Regions from separate parts of the Mus musculus genome. Here region 2 is linked to region 1. A link is a contact called in public Hi-C data. All regions are on one chromosome and are shown on one strand. Each heading gives the region's core, a stretch centred on a gene start, on an enhancer-like site or on the middle of the called end of the contact. The rest is flanking DNA. Distances are from core to core; before and after follow the strand shown. Region 1 has its middle 180 kb from the start of Gm32344. Region 2 has its middle 3.7 kb from the start of Mir137.

Region 1 (4,492 bases), core at 1,029-3,528:
GGGCCAATATGATACAGGAAGATATATGCATGGCTTAGAAATTGGTTGGATATTATAAACCAGAAGACAATATTTTGACTTTAAATTAGACTATATACATGCATACATGATATATGTGTGTGAATGTAATAATTAAGATGTACTAGAAGTGTCTGAGATATAGTTATTTACAAATTATAAATATGTATATATTGTGCACATGCATAGCTTTGATTATTTAACATAGGAAGGAGACAAAGGCAGTTAGGGTATATCTGGCATGAATAGTCAGGAGCACAGTCAATTTAACTTGACATGTTTTGTTTAGAGTAAATCTGAGACTCCAGTGCAAACATCTTCAGAGAATGAGAAGTGTTGGCTATGTTAAGAGAATAACAAGGTTGAAGACAGATTTGAGACAAAATGAGGTCTCTAAGCGACATCGAGGAAGACATTATTAGCACTCCACAGAAAGTACCTTGAGACCAAAGGACATTGAAAGTGCAGGGAGACTTTTAAATAAAAAGGGACAAGAGCCATAAACATTGGGAAGCTCAATAAAAATTGATTTATTTTTCAGAACCTTCCTTGGGTAGAGAAAACTATATTATCTCGAGGTAAAACTTCAACGTTAGAAGGCTCTGCTCTCCATACAGGCATTTTACAATTCCAAATGTCTCTTCCATCTGTCACAGAAGTGGGTGGAACATACTGTACCATCTTAGAAATTTGAGGGCATTTATATAAAAAGTACTTGGGCAAATGGCAATTTCTATCACAGTAGAAACATATGTAAAAAAAGTGTGTAGTATTCTGTCAGACACACAGATTTTTTTTTTCTCTTTCTTTCTCTTTAATTCAGTAGATCAATAGTCACAATCAGAAAGAGGCAAATGAGGTTAAGTTCCCCCCCCCCTCTGTTATGTTAAAGACATAAAGCCTTTGTTGTGTTTTGATCCAGAGTGTGGAGAAAGAGTTGGCAGAGAAGAGAAAGACCAGGCAAAGCTGCTTCCAGAGTGAAGGCTTTGGAACTGATGAGGAAAAAGTAATTTGCAGGTCTGCTTCCTTTGGAGGCCATCGTGAGATGGAGCAAACTCTACAGAGACTCAGGATAGCCATGTTCGAGACACTGGAGACCGGTCCAGCTCCCTCGCTCTCTTCTCACAAGAGCCTGAAGTCCACAGTCTTCTAGTTCTTTCTTGTATTTACTCTTTCTCTTCTGCCTTCCTCTAGCTTTGAATTCACCTTTTTTTTTTTAGTGCTCTAACTCACTAGAATCTAGTGCAATGTGGGTCAATATATACGAGGCGAAAAACCAAACCAAGGAAGCATCTACAAATGCTGTGACATACATCGCTTTTGCTTCCCATGTGTGAATTTACATGCTCCTTCTCTACGAGTTTGTTTTAATCCCCTCGAGTCTTGAAAGCATCTCCTATGGGAGTGTAATTTTTTTCTCTCCCGCTCTCTTTACAACTTAGAAAATTTGACCCACTTTAAAGTTAAGTTCTCATTTTATTTTTTTTTCCTAGAAACTAAAATTAGATGTTTGGATTTCTTTTTAATAAACACAAACATTCAGGAGTGAGGCTTGTGCCTGAGCAACAGCTTCTGTTCTATAATTGGCATTTCCCCCCTTTCTGATGACTCAGACAGCTGAATTTAGAAACCTTTTACTAACCATATTGCTAATCCTAATATTATACTTTTAACGTTTTTATTTTTTTAACACACATTTTAAACAGTGAAAGAAAAAAGCCCTGGCTATTGCAAGGGACCCAGAAGAGCAGGAGTCACGTTGATTCTTGACCTGTGAGAAGATGAAAAGGACAAGAGGTCCCTGGAATGACAGTGGCCTCACCCATGTCTGAAAAGCCCCGAACCTGCATTCTGTTAACCTTGATGGGGTGGAAACATGCAATATATGTTCCGGAAGTGTTAACGGAGGAAAAGCAAGGGTGAAGGAGTCAGTACGGACCACACTCTTCTAACGTGCAAAAGCAGGCTGAGGGTTTTCATTTGAGATACTCAAAACTGGAAAAAGAATGAAAGCTTTGTCAGGTGTAAACCTTAAAATGAAGCATGCTTGACGCCAATTCAAATATACTGCCAACTTCACTTATTTGCGTTAGCGACTGTTATTCTTTTTTTTTAAGAAAAAAAAAAAAGAAGCTATTTAAATGTTTCCTTTAATTCATCTGCTTGTCCTTAAAAAACGAGACCTAGAGGATTGATGAGTGACTGGCAGCTCAGCAGCAAACTGGAGAGAGAGCCGAGGCTTAGGCTTGTGCCTCATTATGTACCCAGAGCCCCACAACCTGCCATGGAGCCACGCAGCCACAATTGGCCACCGCACAGCTCACGGCTCCGCTCTGAAATGGTAGCAGGTGGCTGGTAGCTGAAACCAAAAGCTGAAATTATCTTTACAATTGTGCCTTGACCCTGTGCCTGCAAATATAAGAGGCAATAAGTATATACATGGGTTGTAAAAAATAACTGTTTCTTTGATTTAAATTTATATTTGTAGTGGTTATAGTTCATTTATTATGAACTCAGGGGTAAATGCAGGTATGTGTGTGTGTGTGTGTGTGTGTGTGTGTGTGTGTGTGTATACGTTTTATACATGCATGCACTCACACACATATATGGTTTTATTTATTATTTCTCTTTGTATTACAGCCATCAGTTTTCTATAGCCAGATTGGGTTGGCATGCTTGTTACAGTTTCTTTATAATAGAAATAGCAATATATTGAGCCTTCAGAGTCTCACAAAGGTAAGGTGGCTCCGCTTAGGAACCACAAGTCCAGGAGGCTTTAGAGCTGCCTATAAAACATAGACCTAGCACTTCGGCAATTCTGGAGCTGTCATCAGTGCAAGAGGGAGGCCTAGAAAGAAGAATGAATATTCATACAACAAATGCCGCCTAGAGAAACTGGGAAAATAACTGATAAACCAATATATTTGGCTGAGGTATTACACATGATTGAAAGAAAAAAAAAAGACATTAAAATATGGATGGGTGGAAGGCATTTCAGGAAGAATTTGTCACCAGATGGTAAGTAGTTATAAAGCTCTGTTCTCTGTATCTATAACTTAGAAAAAAATGGTCGCAGTTAAATGACCTCTGAGATGCAACTTAGAACTATTTTTCACAAGCCCGAAAGATAAATAGTATGTTTCTACCCGAGCTAAGCCAAGGAAAAAAAAACGTATTTTAGGTTCTCTTTATCTAAGGTGACTTTTCTTTTTAAAATGGGAAGTGTAGCTAGTTTTATTTAAAAAAAAAATCTCCTGCATTATTTACTGTCTATGGTATGAAGTAGCAGAATTATGTGAATGGGGAAGCCAACTCTTGACCTAGTGATTCCCTGTTTCTCATTGAGTTTTGGTCTGAGGCATTTGGAGATGAGCTGATTAGATCTAAAGAAAGGTGCTTTTATCTCTCAGTGGCAAAAGCTGATCATAAACGTGTCAATATTAGCCTGATAACCTTCCTTTCTAAACCACAAGGCCAAGTAACTGGACTGATACCCATGTTACATCTGGACCCAGAGTTCACAAGCAACTAGCGCACGGTGGGTCTTATTTCTTAGACAGCTGATTCCTCACACAGTCTGATTCACTTCGATTTGTGAAATGCACATGGACTGTAGGCCTCAAGGAATCCACATATTACGCCAATTTAGAGAAACTAAGTTAAAGTCAAAGATGATCTATTTCTTTTCAGAAATGATGACAGTTGATGATTTTAGAAAATAGTTTGATATGAAATTTACAGCCCAAATCCAGTGTCTGTGATCTCCGAAGATACAGTATACCTGTCCGCACAGGTCAAGGCCCTCTGCAAAAGGCATTACGTATGCTAAACCACGGACATCTTGTCACAAATACTTGGAAAGCTAAGTACACTTGCTTTAAGGTTGCAGACAATGTGGGTTTAAAGACTAAGTGGGAATTTCCTCATTTCTGCCTACTTTTCCCCCAAACAAGCTAGCAAAGGGAAAACATATCTGCCTCTGCAGTTCCTCGAGTCCCTGACAAACACATTCTGAGGGCATTTCAGAAGTTACTATTATCAAAGTCAATACAATACCAGTAGTATCGACGCATGTTCACCAACTTTCTCTCACCACTCACTTGGAAGCCACCATGTAGCCTAGAGTTAGAACCAGCATAGGTGTATCTAATGGAAAATCAATAGTTCACATTTCAATTCTGACCCTGCTACCCACTATATAACCTAAAGCAAGTTCCACACAAGTCAATGACTTCATCCCTGTGAGCACTATATTCCTAATGAAGATTTTTCCTATCTCAAAAGTCCTTGGATTTTTATTATTAGGGAACAAGCTTTGGGAATAGGCATGGGGGGGGGGAGGGGAGCTGGAGAGATAGCCCAGTGGTTAAGAGCACATACTGCTCTACCTGAGGAGCTGAGTTCAAATCCCAGCACTCACATCAGGTGGGTTATAACTGCCTGCAATCCTAGCTTCCAGAGGAATCTCTGAGCT
Region 2 (4,492 bases), core at 1,239-3,738, 290 kb after region 1:
TGAGACCTGAGTTTGTACAGTAAGGAAATACTATTGCAGGTTCTTTACAACACAGTATCAGGTGTCACACTATTGCACTCCCCAAATGAGAATTTTTCCTTCTGAATTCTCCTCACAAGCCTGATGTAATCCTTGATGCTGCAGAAACTTGATGTATTTTGATGTCTTGTTTTGTCAATTCCAAATTTTTCTTCCTGCTCAGTAGGTGCTTCATGTGTAAGAGTTGACGTTAAGAAGGCGACACACAAGTGTGAAAGTTGAAATACTGTCTCATCTTATAATCAAGAGAAGGCAATATCATTGTTTCTAGCCTGTGAACAGATAAGAGAACCCAAAAGGGCTTGATTTGAATGCCCTCCACAGAGTCTACCAAGAGCATAACAAGGTGATGTAACAGATAGCCTAGCACTACAAATTCATTATTGGAAAATAATTACTTTACATTTAACGCTCTTTTAGTTGTACTAATTCCTCTGGGAAATGAATTTTTTAAAAAAAGGAAGGACAGACAGTGTTGAGTGCACCAATGTTCCCATCATGCCATAAATAAAGGAAATGGTTTGCTTACCCCAGCTCAGGTCTCATAAGAAAACCTAGAATCTCTATTTTCCTAAGTGTTCATTTTATGAATGCCTAGCTATTTCTAAATCAATACTTTAAATAAAAGCAAACCAAAGGTGAAATTTCGAGTCTACTTACATATTGGTCGAGCCTGAATAACTTGACTATCATAAATTTTCTGAAGACCTGGCCAAAATCTGCCTGCGGTTTCAACCTGACCTGCAGGGGGCAATAGCTTGACGCGAATGACAGCTAAGGCTGCTGAGCTATTAGACTTGAAATTCTGACTTTGACCCTGGAATGTTGTGTAGGTTGGAAAGAGTGCTTAATTAATGTATATTGAAACAAAAGATCAGGTAAATTGTTTGATTTGTCTTCAAGCTATATTTTTAGACTAATCTAATTCATTTTTTTCTTAAAGAGATTATCAGAGTTTTTCAGTAGACACATTCAGCTACCTCAAGAATTATCTTAAATACTAATTGTTTACTAAAGAATTGATGTAATTTTTTAAAAAGCAGAATAAAGTGAATATGATTATCTGTTTTCAAATGGATGTGAAAATCAGAGAAGTGTAGCCTATTTATAACAGGTAATAAAAGAATGCTACACGTATATAGAAGAAACTCTCTTATGATGTTCCTCTAAAAATATCTGAAAATTGCAAATAGGTGAGGGACAGTCACACACTGTTTGAAATATGTTCTCCCTCCATACATAAAACATTAATTTTGAATAATGGTATGCATTTAAATATCACAATTAACAGGGTGTGATATATTTTATTTCCCTATTTTTCTATTAAAAATAGAGTAGAATTTATTGATTATTGATAGTATACATCCTTTTCCTCTTCCTGACATCTCTACCCTTTCCCACATTGCCATATCACTCCTATCAAATGTTTAGTTTAGATCAGAGACACATCAAACAGTGTATGGGTGGGAGGAGGGACTATAAAACTTAATTTTTAAAAACTGTCCCCCATCAATTTTAAATGATACAAAATGTTTCTCAAAAAGGCATCCTGATCTGATTTCAATAAGTCATAGAGGGTACCTGGAAAAAATAACCCCTAGTCAAAGCTAGTGGTATTTACTAGATTGTTTTTATATACAGCATATGCTTTGCATGTATTTTGATCACAGTAAGAAAACGCATGATAGTTTTTTTTTTTTTTTAAGAACTGCTATATAAGTGCTCCTTTTCTTTTCTGTGACAGTTTGGTGCTGATTTTAAAAATTAAAAATTAAAAAAAAAGGCTTTAAAGGCATCATTTTTTTTCTCTCCAGTATGCTAAAGATGTTGTATATATCTTTTTTGCTTTTCTTTAAGGAAAGAATATGGGGGTTGCTTACACAGGGAATGAAAATTCTATTCTCCAACCCCCCCTCCCATTCTACTAAACCGTTTTAGTCGACATATGTTTGTTATCAGAGAGAGGTGCTGTGAACACACAGCCATTTTCTTAGCAGCTTTTTGACTGTATGTTACCATAGTCCCACAAGGCATTGGTCCTTTCCCATTGGGAAGTCATGAATAAGAGACTATGAAGCTCACACGTCAGATCTTCCTCAATTAATCCACCATTAGCATGTTCGGGGTCCACTACTGGATGGTTAACAGCGGCTTTTTGTAACTGTACGCCGACCATACCCAATTATGCTTTGCTAAAAATGAACTCTTTGCAGACCAAGCCTCTTGGGCTGTCAGTGTTTTCCGTTTTCCTATTTTAACGTTTGTGTATAGTGGCAGGCGACAGATGGTGTGGATCAGATCGATTTGATTGCATTAGATGATTTTCCCCCCTTCCCCACGCCTTTCTGGAAGCTCGCATCAGCTGAAGGCTCTCGCCTGGGACTCCTCCGAAGCATGAGCAAGCCGCCACCACGCGAAGGCACTGGGGCACAGCCAGCGAGAGGCGACAAGGTCCCTTCCCAGGGCTTGTTAACACTGTAACCGGGCGCTCAGAGAGCAGCGGCTCCCACTGCCCAAGCCTGCCTCGCCGCCCATCCGATGACTCCTGGCTTCTGCACACAGTTGGAGTTCAGCCGGCAACCTGGATTTAGAGGGTAAGCACTTCATTCTAGACGGATTTGTGACAGTTACTTTGCTATACCTGCGATACTGCAGACAAATCTCAGCAAACGCATAGGATGTAGGATGTGTGGGAGAGGGCGACTATGTTTACATCGGTAAATGGGTTTCTTTTTGTCTGAGACAGAGAGTGTTACTCGGTGACGATGTGTATAGTGTTTTGCCATTGATTGTAGGAGTCCACTACCACCCTCCTCCCGATTTTTTTCCCCTCTCCTTCGTGTTTTCCCTTTTCTACTTGAGAGGGAAGGAGAGATAGAAGAAGGGAGGAGGGAGTTAAGGAGGGAGGGGAGAAGAGAGGAGAGAGAGAGAGAGAGAGAGAGAGAGAGAGAGAGAGAGAGAGAGAGAGAGAATGAGAATATTTCTGCTTTAGCTTAATTGCCTTATTTCCTAAACCGATTTTTTTTTTTGTAGCTCGCTTTATGAATATTTGGTTTTTAATTACCAAGCGTTTAGCTAGGATGGGTGTTGGGGAGTGGGGGACAGGGTGGGGAAGTACAGAGGAACACTGCCATAGTGGCAGTGGCCTTGAGAGATCAAAAGGTGCTGAAAGCACCCCTTGCCCGAAAAACACACCTTCAGTTATTAGGGCGCGAGGGAATTGTAGATTCTAATAAACATGGCTTGCAGGAGTCGACGAACAAAGGTACTTAATGCGGACCTAAGCCTCCGCTGCTATTGCTCCGATAGCGGTACCTAAATATTCGAGAGGAAAGTGTAAGTTGATCAACAAACGCCCTGGTAGTATTGGGCTTTTTCCCTTTTCCGTTTTTTTGTGTGGAGGGTGGAGGGGGGTGGGGAGAGTGGATGGGTGGGGGAAATCCGACAGCTTAAGGAGGTTTGAATTGAATATGCACCCAGCGGCAGTGGTCTCGTAGGAAATGGTGTTCTCGTAAGTCAGGCTGCCCCGCTGAAGCACAAGAGCTGTGGTTAGAGCTCGGAGCGTCAGTTCTGGTGGGAGTGCTGCAGGCTGTCCGCTTGGGCTGAGCTGTCCACTGGTCCAGGTGCTGAAGTGTGGAGCATTTGGTATGTAGGGAAAGGGCTGACTCTGTTGCTTGGTTAGGAAGAAAACCTATCGCCTGTCTTGTTCCAGATTTTTTTTCTTAAAGCATGCTAGTCTGTGGGTCTCTCTGTGTGTTCTTGTGTGTGTGTGTATGTGTGTGTTCTTGTGTGTGTGTGTGTGTGTGTGTGTGTGTGTGTGCGTGTGTGTGATTTTTCTTGTAATCCTGATAAACTAAGGGAAAGAACTTGGAAAGCATTGAAAAGCTGTGTGGGCATTTATGCCATGATTCTACAGCATGAGGAGAACGTGTGTATGCGAGGTGTGTGTATGTGTATGTGTGCCTTGACCATGCTTCTGACTTGAAAACCATTCCATTTAGTAAATCAAATCCTATCTGTGCAATGTGTTTTGTTTTCCTTTCAGAGGCAGTTGAGATTTTAAATAAAAGAGTAAAGAAGGAAATGCACACGTTGCTCATAGACTATTGCCTTACTTCCCCTAAGGGCTTTTGTTTCTAGGAGTTCAGGCTAAAGGGAACCTGTCAGCTTTCTTGATTTTTTTTCTACTGGTTGTAGTACCAGAGAAAAGCTCCATTTTATATCTATATTGGGTAATGGCAGAAAATAGTATTTATTAATTGTTTCACTGGCTTGAATCTTTTGGTAAATGGAGTTACCTAAAAAGATAACTGCAAAGATAGGCTATAGTCGGTGAGAAGTACTATTTTTCTTTTGAGTTATTTCAGGCAAACATTAAATCATAAGACCTGGAATTCATGTTGGTTTTTCTACTTGTAAGTGATGTGTCAGGAAAAGGATGAGTTGGTCTACC

Evidence for each region. A called contact is a pair of places that touch in the nucleus more often than the background predicts.
Region 2: a contact with region 1 is called in a Hi-C map of cortical neurons, with 1.9 times the contacts expected there. The contact joins two enhancer-like sites. A contact is called at or near these places in 1 of 39 promoter capture datasets (hippocampal neurons), 2 of 484 Hi-C or Micro-C datasets (both in cortical neurons) and 1 of 115 datasets of contacts at active chromatin or transcription factors (forebrain).

The regions. Positions count from the first base shown.
Region 1 is chr3:118,139,638-118,144,129 of GRCm38.p6, forward strand. No RefSeq gene overlaps it. Among named protein-coding and RNA genes, the nearest start is that of Gm32344, 180 kb to the left of the region's middle. Within about 2 kb of position 2,279, at least 7 of the 459 cell types and tissues checked have an H3K27ac peak or open chromatin away from gene starts, as enhancers often do. A contact at or near this core is called in cortical neurons and forebrain, where this site is marked.
Region 2 is chr3:118,427,928-118,432,419 of GRCm38.p6, forward strand. No RefSeq gene overlaps it. Among named protein-coding and RNA genes, the nearest start is that of Mir137, 3.7 kb to the right of the region's middle. Within about 2 kb of position 2,489, at least 40 of the 459 cell types and tissues checked have an H3K27ac peak or open chromatin away from gene starts, as enhancers often do. A contact at or near this core is called in cortical neurons and forebrain, where this site is marked.